2 separate regions of the Urocitellus parryii genome follow, and region 1 is linked to region 2. The links are chromatin contacts, called in public Hi-C maps. All regions are on one chromosome and are shown on one strand. Each heading gives the region's core, a stretch centred on a gene start, on an enhancer-like site or on the middle of the called end of the contact. The rest is flanking DNA. Distances are from core to core; before and after follow the strand shown. Region 1 holds the start of Ripk2 (receptor interacting serine/threonine kinase 2). Region 2 holds the start of Nbn (nibrin).

Region 1 (5,231 bases), core at 1,155-3,654, 200 kb after region 2:
AATTTCTTACTCAATTTAGTGACAAATTTTATACTATGAAAGCTTTTAATGAGTATGGGAAGAAAACTCCCTTCTCACCCCTTGTCCTCAAATGGCGCAAAACTTAGAAAAATTAAAATCTTGAAAAGCAGCATCCAAAATGGCAGGATCAATTGGCTTTAGAATACGTAATGGTCCAGCAGTGCTGCATTTGTATATAGCTGGTTCTAAAATATGTCCACCACCATTAAAAGGTGACGACATACACACATTGCCCAGCATCTGCTCCACAGACTATAAAGATCCAGGGTAAGTACACATTACACTTGGTACGTGGCTGAACTGGATTATAATACAAAAAAAAGTGTAAACTATTTTTAGAGGTGTTCCAAATCTACAATGGAATCTAGCCCCCACAGGCAGATGAAAATCTAGAATTTGGCAGTGGTAAAGTTGAGAGATTTATCTGATATTGATATTAACAGCCTTTGAACAAGCACTCGTCTATCATGACATATTCTCACAATAGACACAAAAGAAGAGGATGCCACAGCAAAGGATGTTAATTCACCCAGAACTGAAAGTAAAGTTCTAGTCAAATTCCACAGTACTAGTGAATAGACTATGACTGAAACATCCAGTCACAGGTCCATGGTATGTGATTGTAATGGAAAGAGAAACTAATGCCAGTTTTTTCTTAAAATATGAACACTGGGGCCTGTGTTTGAAGCTCAGTGGTAGAGGCTTGCCTAGCACCTATGAGGCACTGAGTTCAATCCTCAGCACCACCAAAAAAATATAAATAAACAAAATGTGTCTATCTACAACTAAAAAAAATTAAAAATAATGTGAACACTGGGCTAAAATTGTTCCAGGGTATGAGAGATATTCACAATTTTTGACCATTTGATCTTTTTCTAATTCAATTTATTGTTAGCAAAAATAATACACATTTCCTCTGTGGGCAGTGTTCCCCTGTGACAGTAAGAGAAACTGAACTTCTATTAAAGAGTTTGACATTTGAACTTTCATGACCACATGTAATAAACCACAAACAAAACAAAAAACCAAACCCAAACATCTCTAGTGTAGCACTGTCCAGTGAAAATATACAATTTTAGATTTTCTAGTGGCCACATTAAAAAAAAAAAGAAGCACTAGATGAGTTTTTAACATCTTACATTTAACCCCCCTAAAGATTCCATTTCAGTATGTAATCAATATAAAACTATTGAGATATTATTATTAAAAATCCGGTGTGTTGGGAGGATTAGATGAACTCTAGATAGGGCAAAGGAGATGGATGGGAAGGGAGTGGGCATGGAGTTGGAGAGACGATGGAGGGAGGTGGATATCATTACCCTAAGTACAAGTATGAAGACATGAATGACTCTGTGTACAACCAGAGATATGAAATACATATCATATATTCTGCTTTATATAATAACAAATTAAGACATAAATAAAATAAAAGTAAAGGTTAAAAAAATCAGGTGTGTCTTTCACATTTCTTGCCTATCTCCATTCAGAGGGTCACGTTCCAAGAACTCAATAGCTCTTGTGTCTAGCTCCAGAGTGAACTGTGCAATCTTAAGAGTCCCATTAAAAAATATAAAGCCAAAAGCAAACAAAGCCAACACCCAACACACAAACACATAAGCTTCAATAAACAGCTTTTCGAGTTGGGCTGTCATTGCTGATTTTTGGAGTAGGGAGAAAAGACGACTTGGAGAGTAGGAGGTAAGGCGAGAAAGGACGGCGGAGAGAAGAGTGCAGGAAAGCGACTGACTCATCTCCAGCAGTGCAGTTTCTCCCCACCTTCCACGGCGAAAGGCTTGGGGGTCTACCTAGAAGTGACGAGGGGTGGGGCCAAACCCAAGGGTCTCGGTCGTCAGGATTCTGAAACCCGCTCGCCTGGGTGTGTGTGCGGGGGTGTGTGCAGCAGCGCTCGGGGATCCACCTGGAATCCGCGCTGGCGCCCTACCTGTCGAGCAGCGGGGTGTGGATGTGCAGGTGCTTCACAGCCACCTGGACGCGCCAGTCTGCGTGGCGGGCGGACGACACGGTGCCAGAGGCGCCGCGGCTCAGGTAGCACAGGTCGGCGAGCTTGCGGTAGGGAATGGTGGGCAGGGCGCTGCAGATGGCCTCTCCGTTCATGGTGGCGGCCGGCGGATTCCGGTGCGCCCGCTGCTCCTCGGCTCCGGACGCCGAGATCCCGGCCTGCCCGAGTGGCCGCGAGCTCCTTCCTGTGTGGGACGCTAGGTCGCCCGGCCGCCCATGCCCCTGGCTCCCACCGCTTTCCCGGCCGATCAGACTCCCGCGGACCCTCGCGGGGGGGATTCCTGGTCAACTACGCAGCGCCGCGTCGCGCCAAGGAGGAGCTTGCTCTCGCGGACCCGGCCCTCCCCGGCGCGCAGCCTGGCCGGCCAGCCGCGCCCCTCCCGCTCCAAACTTCCCAGGCGTGGTCAGCTGGCCACTGGGCGGGGCGGGGCTAGGCGCCGCCCACTCGCGGCTCTCGGGGCGGGTCTCGCCGAACCTGAGCGCGGGATCCTTCGCCGCCCCCACGGTCCGCGCGACTTCGAGGGGTTCGGCTGGTTTTCCGGGGGAGGCTGGGAGAGGGAGTTCCGGGCGCGCCTTTTGCTTGCTCTCCTCCACCCCCAGGTTTGGAAGAGTTTTTCTTTCGGGAAAGTCCCTCTCAGAGGCCTGCTGACCGGTGTCAGGCTAGTCAGCTGGCCTCCACACGTGGGAGGATTTTCCTCCGGGCTGCGTGCCTTCCTGTAGCCCCTGGAATCCCAGGACAGCGGGTGGGGAGTGGGGTCCCCACCCCTGCTGCAGAGGAAGCGTTTGAGGCAAGTTTTGTGACTTCTAGGTTCTCCACACTGAATGAAGGCCTCGATTCGCGTACTTACCTGGACTCCAGCCTTCCTCACTTCCTGCCACTTAAGGAGTGAGGTTTGGAGGAGAACTCCACCTTGGTGGAACACGTTCAGATGTTTAGCTCACGTGACGTGCGCCTCTACTAGGGAATGTTTTCCCACCTCTTAACTCACATAAGCATATGTAGAGGTTGAAAAAATAACCTTGAGAGAATCTATCCCTCTGACTCTAGGTAAGACTGCCAAGATTTCTTACGGACTGGTAAGATGCAGTGTTAAATGCCAAAAGAAAAAGACTGCAACCATCAATCCATTTAAACAAACACCTTTCTAATTAGATGCACTTTACAGGGTGTGTGGTGCAGTTAGTTCTTGGCATCCCATACTTGTGGGGGCCTCGCTTGTAGGACACTAAAATTTGCAGATGCTTAAGTCCCTTGTATAAATGGTAGAGTATATATAACCTAGGCATATCTCCCCTATCCTTTTCTTTCTTTGTTTCCTTTTTATTTTTGTTGTACTGAGGATTAAACCCAGAACCTCGCACATGGTAAGCAAACACTCTTGTCCTGAGCTAGATCATGAGCCCCTCCCCTATACTTTAAAGCATCATAGTTTTTACCTGTATACAATATGTTAAAAATATGTGTTCTTGGTTATATATGGAAATGAATTAAACTATATATTTCCAACTAAGAATACATATTTTATATAAATGGAAAAATTTTCTACCTGGGAATATATGTGTGTGAATATATTATATATTGTTTAGTTTCCATAATTAATTGGTTAAAGACAGAAAGCTTAAGGAATACTAATACATTGATAAATAAGAAACAAAAATAGAATAGTTATGCAAATTATTCTTAAAACCAAGCATCATTTCTATATGTTGGATTCATGTGTTTGAAATTATATCAAACTGGGCCAGTGGCACAGGCCTGTAATCCTAGTGACTGGGGCGACTGAGGTAGGAGGATTTCCAAGTCCAAAGCCAGCGTCAGCAACTTGGCCAATCCCTAAGCAACTTAGGGAAATCCTGTCATAAAAAATAAAAAGGACTGGGAATGTGGCTCAGTGGTTAAGTGCCCCTGGGTTCAGTCCCCTGTGCTAAATAAATTGATAAAATTACATCAAAATTTGTGTTCCATTCACTTTTTAAAAATTTGTACCTGTTTGTGTAATTTTAAGAAGTAGCAATATTAAATATCTCATCTCTTCAATTAGAAACAAGAACAAAAAAAATTGAAAAGCCACTTAAAAGCACACAAATCCAAGAATTCCCAACATCTCATATTCATAAATGTTCTGTTTTTCAATCTAAAAGTACCTTGAAATTTTAAAAACACAAATGCCAGCAAGTCTGTATAATTGTATGATAATGAATGTTCTACATGAGAAAACTAATGCTTTGGAGTACATTTGGTATCTTTCTGCACCCCCCAAACTAAAAATCAAACCTGCTATATCTAATGATGTGGAGTTTCTTATGAGTAAAAGAATACCCATTTTTGCAGTTAGAGTACAATTATGTTTCACATTTAGCCATTTCATATTCAATCCTAAAATTGACATAGTGTCGTTTAAAAATGGTTTTTCTAAGATAATTAAGCTGCATTAAACAAAATGTTTCACATGTCAATTGGAAAAAAACTAAACACTTCTCATTTTAGAATTCTTAGTAAAGATTACATTAAAATCATAGTATTTACTAATTCTATATTAGTTACATTTTAGTTTTTTCTATTATTATTATTATTTTGGTACTGGTAATTGAACCCCAGTGCTTAACCACTGAGCCACATCCCCAACCCTTTTCATTTTTTATTTTGAGACAGGGTCTCACTAAGTTTTTATAGAGTTTCCCTAAGTTGTTGAGGCTGGCTTTGAACTCATGATCTTCCTTCCTTAGCCTCCTGAGCCACTGGGAGACCAAGTACTATGAACTGAATTGGGTATCCTCCCTAAAATGGAAGTCCTAACCTCCAGTTCCTGTGACTAACCATATTTTGAAATAGGGTCGTTGCAATGATCAAGTTAAAGTCATTGTAGAAGGCCTTAATCCTAGATGACCTAGTCCTTATCAGAAGGAGAAATTTGATTTCAGTGACAAGAATGCATAGAGGGAAGACACTGCAAAGATACAGTGAGAGTGTCATCTCTAAGTCAAGGAATGACTGAGGCCACCAAGCTGAGGAAAACTGAATCTGGGAGTGAGAAGTGGAACAGATTCTCTCTCCCAGTTGTCAGAAGTAACCAACCCTGCCAACATCTAGGAAATGAGTACACTCAGGGACAATGTTTAAAAGCTTTTATAAATTCACAGAAGTTCAAAAATAATGCATAGGGCTAGGGTTGTGACTCAGAGGCAGAGCA
Region 2 (5,743 bases), core at 2,059-4,558:
ATACTATTGCCATTTCCTAAACATGGACCACAAAAATAACTTAAGAGAAAAACTTGTAGCAGCCATAGGAGCTAGTAAGGAATAGATTAGAGACATGAAAGAGAAATGCCATTCCAGAAGCAACAAATTCTGTTAGGAGCCATGGGATCTAACTAATGTCAGTGCTTGGGTTTGGGGTTTTTTTGTTTTTGTTTTATTTTTTTTAATCAGCAAAGTTCAGCTTTTTATTGAACATGTTACAAGAATTTAGTCAAAAAGATCAAGCCCATGTCTTCAGCAGATTCTTCTTTCTTTGCTGCCACTTTCTTCTCAGCTGGAGCAGCCTGGTGGAGGGAGTAGGACGTCCTGCTGGTGCTGCATCAGCTGCTGGAGTAGGCCCACCAGCCCCTAAGTTGCTAATGTTGACATTGGCCTGGGCCTTTGCAAACAAACCAGGCCAAAAATGTTCAACATTTACACCAGCTGCTTTAATGAGGACACTGTTTTATCCTCCATGACAGTCACCTTGTTGTGCAGGATGAGAACAGAGTAGATGCAGGCCAGCTCAGAGACCGAGGCCATCGTGCTGACTGTGAGGCATGGTGTCAACCACCAAATGAAATGAAGGCCTCCCCCCAATGCGGCCTTAGCTTCATTGGAAGAACCAGGCACCTTGGCAGCTGACCCAAGGCATTTTTGCCAGAACAGAGTGGTTTAGAGGTGACGCCAGCAAGCCATTGAGATGATAATGGTTATGTTAAGCTGTGTATTCAATTGTATATTAGACCTCTTCTGTCCGCCTCAGCCTGCTACTTTGGAGTTCTCCGGGGATTCCTGGAGAGTTCCTATTGGTTGGGGAAGTGCAGGAGGAGTCATTTCCGGAGGAAGGATTTCCGGTTGGTGTGTGGTGTGTCCTCCGAGAAGGCCGCGTGCATGGTGTTTGTGGGAGTGCAGAGAATAAAGGAGTTCCTATTTTGAACCTACAAGGCTGTGTGGCAGCTCGGTTATTTTGTGCCCAGCCAGACTGCGGCAGGCAGCCACTGAGGAAAGGTTTTATTACTCATAGAAGCTAATATTTCTCAACATTGTTTTGGATGTCAGACTGTTCAACATCCTATGAATGTATTTCACTAATCCTCATAAGCATTCATGAAGTATACACTATTATTATCAACATTTGGGAAACTGAGGTAGAGAGCAGTTAGGTAAATTTTTCAACTTATGGAATCAGATGGAATCTGAGCCCAACTCTGTCTGGCTCTAGCACCCTTGCTCTCAGGTCGAGTGTAGACTTGGTCAACTGCTGAGGTTCAAAGTGAGCTATATGTCTCCCTAGATGTGTAATGTTTTAACAGGTATAAACCTGAGTTCCTTATCTGTGAAATGCAGATATTAAGAATTCACAAAGTTGTAGCTGGGTATAGATGAGATAATGTACTTAAAACACTTAGAACAGAGCCCAGCACATCAACAACCAGTAAACACTATTATGCACATAAAGAGTGGACCATTGTTAATCAAAAACTACAGGAGAACCTCTGACCTCATTATTATAATAATGTTTCTTTTTTATGGAATAACAGGCTGTACCTATTAAGCAAATTTAACAAGATCATTACCAAGAAAATGTACTATCTCATGGGGAAAAAAATAAGGAAGGGAACCTTCCCAGGAGAAGAGTGGGCCAGAAAAGTTGTGACTTTGCCCAAATACATTTTTGTAAACTGATTTTGGGTACTGTATATCAGGTTTGTAAAAACTCTCCTAACAAATATTTTAAATAGTACTGAGTAATTAAGAGGCAATAATGCTTTTACCAAGGCATTGACCAAAAGCTAGCAAGAGGCTTACTTAGCCTTTTTAAAGAAAGATTTTATATACATTTCAAAGATAAAGAATTTACAATGACAGGTTGTATTATTCAGCTTTCCATCACTGTGACAAAATACCTGAGATAAACAATTTATAAGGAGCAAAGGCTTGGTTTGGTTTCAGATCATGGTCACTTGGCCCTGTTCCTTTGGGCCTGTAGTGGCATGGTATATCATAGAGGAAGCACATGGTTGAGGAGGCCTATTTACCTCATAGCATCCAGGAAGTAAAAGAGAGAGAAAGGAAAATTCCAGAGTCCCAATATCCCATTCAAGGCATGCTCCCAATGACCTAACTTCCTCTCACTAGTCCCCACCTCCTAAAAGTTCTATCACAACCTCTTGCTACCTTTACAACCCAGCAATGTCTTTCTCAAGGACTTGAAAGCCATCCCTTTGAAATATAATTCACATGGAAGAATTCTCAAGGAAGACCTTGAAGGTAGGAACCTAATATTTGACTGTTCTGACTCCAAACAGGAAACCTATCTCCTATCATTAAGCTAGGACAAGTTTTTTTCCTTTGGATCAAATCAATTAGCTACCACAGACAGTTATCCCAATTACCAAGTGAATTTAGGCTGAACTATATGACAAGTGTTACTGCGCACTTTTCAAAAAAATCCTGAGTTCAATTCCGAGTAGCAAGAAAAAGGAAATAAGAATAGAACAGATAGATTCTTATTTCATTCCTGATGTCAAGGGGAAATGATCAATAATTTATCTTAAGTATAATGTAAGCTGTAATTTTTTTGTAGATGTCTTTCATCAGGTCAAGAATGATCCTTCTATTCCTATTTTTCAGTGAGCTTTTGTCATGAATGAGTATTGAATTTTATCAAATGCTTTTTCTGCATCTACTAAAATGATGCAGAAATTTTTCTCCTTTTTAAAGAATTTATTCTGGTGAATTATGCTGATTTTTTTTTCCTCCAGTGTTAATCCACCCTTCTGTTTCTGGAATATAGCCCACCTGGGTGTGGTTATTCTTTTTATAATACCACTTGATTCAATTTACTAATCTTGTATTAGGATTTTTTTGCATCTATGTTGGTAACAGAGACTGGTAAGCTAAGCTTTTAAAGTGGCATATTTTTATTTTCTGTTACAATCCGCTTTTGTCAACCAGAAATTACATGATCAAAAGTGTGATCTCAGATGTTTATTCAGCAATGTGCAAGAGGTGAATGGTATCCTTTTAGGGAATGCTGGGCCAGTAAAAGAACAGTTGGAAATGTAGTCTGTTCAGTACTTAGAATGGGATTGGATGAAAGTAGATCCTGATAAAATGGAGAAGTTGATTTAAACTTTAAAAAATATTTAATGTTATGAGTTTCCTTTCAGGTAAAATCCTTACCTTCATCATTATTGATCTAAGTAACAACCGAAATTTAATACATTGCAAATGCAAAGAACTAAACGATTAGTTAGCGTATTTGATCATAAGATTTCATCACATTGCTTTAGGGCTAATTTTAAAAATTATTTCCTTTCACAAACAGAAAAAAAAAATCTTATATTTTATGAACACCTTAAAATGAAACCCGGCTTTCATTCTCTTAATGCAACACCTTTTAGTTCATACTGCGTTGCTCCTTACCACCAGGTGGCGCCCTAGCGTTCAATAGCATTCCCGCCCCATCCCTCGGTTTCCAACAGGGCTTGCGCGACTGCCGGGAGCGCGCACGTCCTAGTGTTCCCGCGCATTGCCCGTGCTGTGATCGCGTGCACATCGGCTATCCGCAGCGAGGCGGCCGGTGGTCAGCTCCAGTCCTGAGGAGCCGGACCCATGTGGAAGCTCCTTCCCGCCGAGGGCACGGCCCGAGGTAAGGGTAGAAGGGAAAGATAGAGACCCGGCTTTCCCGGGAGCAGCTGCTGCGTGGAGTGTGCGGAGCGACGCTTCCGGTCCGCTCTCACTGCCTTCCGGCGCGGCCTCTGTGCCAGCCCTGGGATTCTGTGAGAGCGGGATGCGAAAGTCGGAAGTTTGCGTGAGGACGCCGTGTTTTCTTCCGGGACGGTGCGGCGACTCAGTCCACACCTGACGGGAACCAGCATCTGCTCAGGCGCCCCGATGGAGCGAGCCCCGGACGCCTTCCTTTTGGCACACCTGGTCGTAGGCTTTTAGGAAGAGATCACCAGGGAGTCAACAAAGCCAGACCACAGGATGACAAGGAAGCGATCCGTCTGGGGCAAAGCGTTTCTTTTTTTTTCTTTTTTGAAGAACCACGTGGCACACAGGAAAACATGCTTTCAGATTTGTTTCAGACCTTTCCCCCAAAATAGCTGTACAGTGGGAAAAGATGATTCCCCAACCCCTTTCCTGAACTTCCAGCAGTAGAAATTTTTCCTCATAAGTTACTGGTTGCCTCCTGTGTGTTATTCGTTGATAGAAAGTTAAGCAAGTATCTATAATTGGGTCTTGTCCTCAGAAAGTTTACATTGTGATTGGAAAAAAAAAATCAATGAAGAGGCTAAATTGATAATGTCTGGGAATGTGAAGATAACTAGAACAAAAATACATAGAAGAGGGCATCCCTGTGGCTTGGAGTACTGCGATTTGTCCACAAATTTTGTGTTTATGGACAAGTTAGGATTATGTTCATTTAAAGAAACCTGACTGGAGGACTGGGGTTGTAGCTCAGTGGTAGAACACTTGCCTAGCACGTAGGAGGCGGCTCTGGGTTCGATCCTCAGCACCACATAAAAATAAATAAAAGACATTGTGTCCAACTACACCTAAAAAGATAAATATTTTAAAAAACAAACGAAATCTGACTGGTTCTCAGGTCTCCTGTAGGTGTGTTATAAGAAAAACTTAGAGACCACCAGGGCTTATGGTGCATCCATGTAATCCCACTTACTTGGAGGCCAAGGCAGGAAGATTGACAAGTTTGAATTCAGTCTGGGCAGTGCAGGGAGACCTTGTCTCAAAGTGATACGATGCTTTCCTAGCTTATGCCAGACCCTAGCACTGCTGAAAGAAAGAAACTTGGAACAAATTAAGTTGAGCAGAGTTTGAAGAAATAAGGATTTGTGAATCAAGCATAACCTTAAACAAGTAGATGTTCAGAGCGTTTCGTTCAGCCTCTTGGCCAGGCAACGTTTATAGACAGGAAAGGAAGCCATACAAAACAGCTTGATTGGTTCCACCTCAGCATTTGCCTGATATGTAACCATGGTCTGATCAGTTGACAGGGTCTGATTGACTGATATTCAGGTTAGGTTGTAGTAGAGTGTCATGAACTATTATCATAATCTGATGCAAGCTATAGATCAGTCCCTTAATCCAGTTTGTGTTGTGTGGTAAACAACAAAGGTTTTTCCTTGAAACTATCCAGGTTAAGAATCTGATTAACAGGCCATGTAGTCCAAACTACTTTCCAGAATGGAGTTCAGGACTTTCCTGGGCTCCTTTCCAACTTGTCTAATATAACTGCTCTAATCATCCTACAATTGTGGTAATGGAATCCCCTGCTCCCAGGCTAAATTTCACAAATCCCCAACATACTGTTACTCTAACAATGTGTGATTTACAATGTGTTTTTAAAACTAATAATCATTTCCTATTGATGCTATGTTTAACATAAAAACAGAATTCCCCCAACTCTGCACTTGAATCCCATCCAGAATTTATTGCCTTGATCTATATTATTTACTCCTAATCCATTTCAGACCTTTTATGTACCTGTTTATGTTTGAAGGCTTTTTCTAATCATTTAGTTTTATTAATTGTACAAATTAATGTGTTTCACTGTGGCATTTCCATATGTGCATTATCTTTTTTTTTTTTTTTAATGGTACTAGGAAGAGAACTCACTTTACCACTGAGCTACATTCCCAACCCTTTTTATTTTCTTCTTTTTTTAAAATTCACTAAGTTGCCCAGGTGGGCC

The links. Hi-C and Micro-C count contacts between places; a contact is called where the count stands out from the background.
Region 1: a contact with region 2 is called in a Hi-C map of muscle, with 2.9 times the contacts expected there. The contact joins the promoter of Ripk2 here to the promoter of Nbn in region 2. A contact is called at or near these places in 2 of 2 Hi-C or Micro-C datasets (liver and muscle).

The regions. Positions count from the first base shown.
Region 1 is chr7:44,806,966-44,812,196 of mUroPar1.hap1, forward strand. It overlaps Ripk2 (receptor interacting serine/threonine kinase 2), which reads right to left and starts at 2,405. Exons shown (of 11, transcript XM_026383825.2): 1 at 1,964-2,405. The coding sequence starts at 2,136.
Region 2 is chr7:44,603,144-44,608,886 of mUroPar1.hap1, forward strand. Nbn (nibrin) reads left to right here and starts at 3,309. Exons shown (of 16, transcript XM_026382941.2): 1 at 3,309-3,676. The coding sequence starts at 3,640.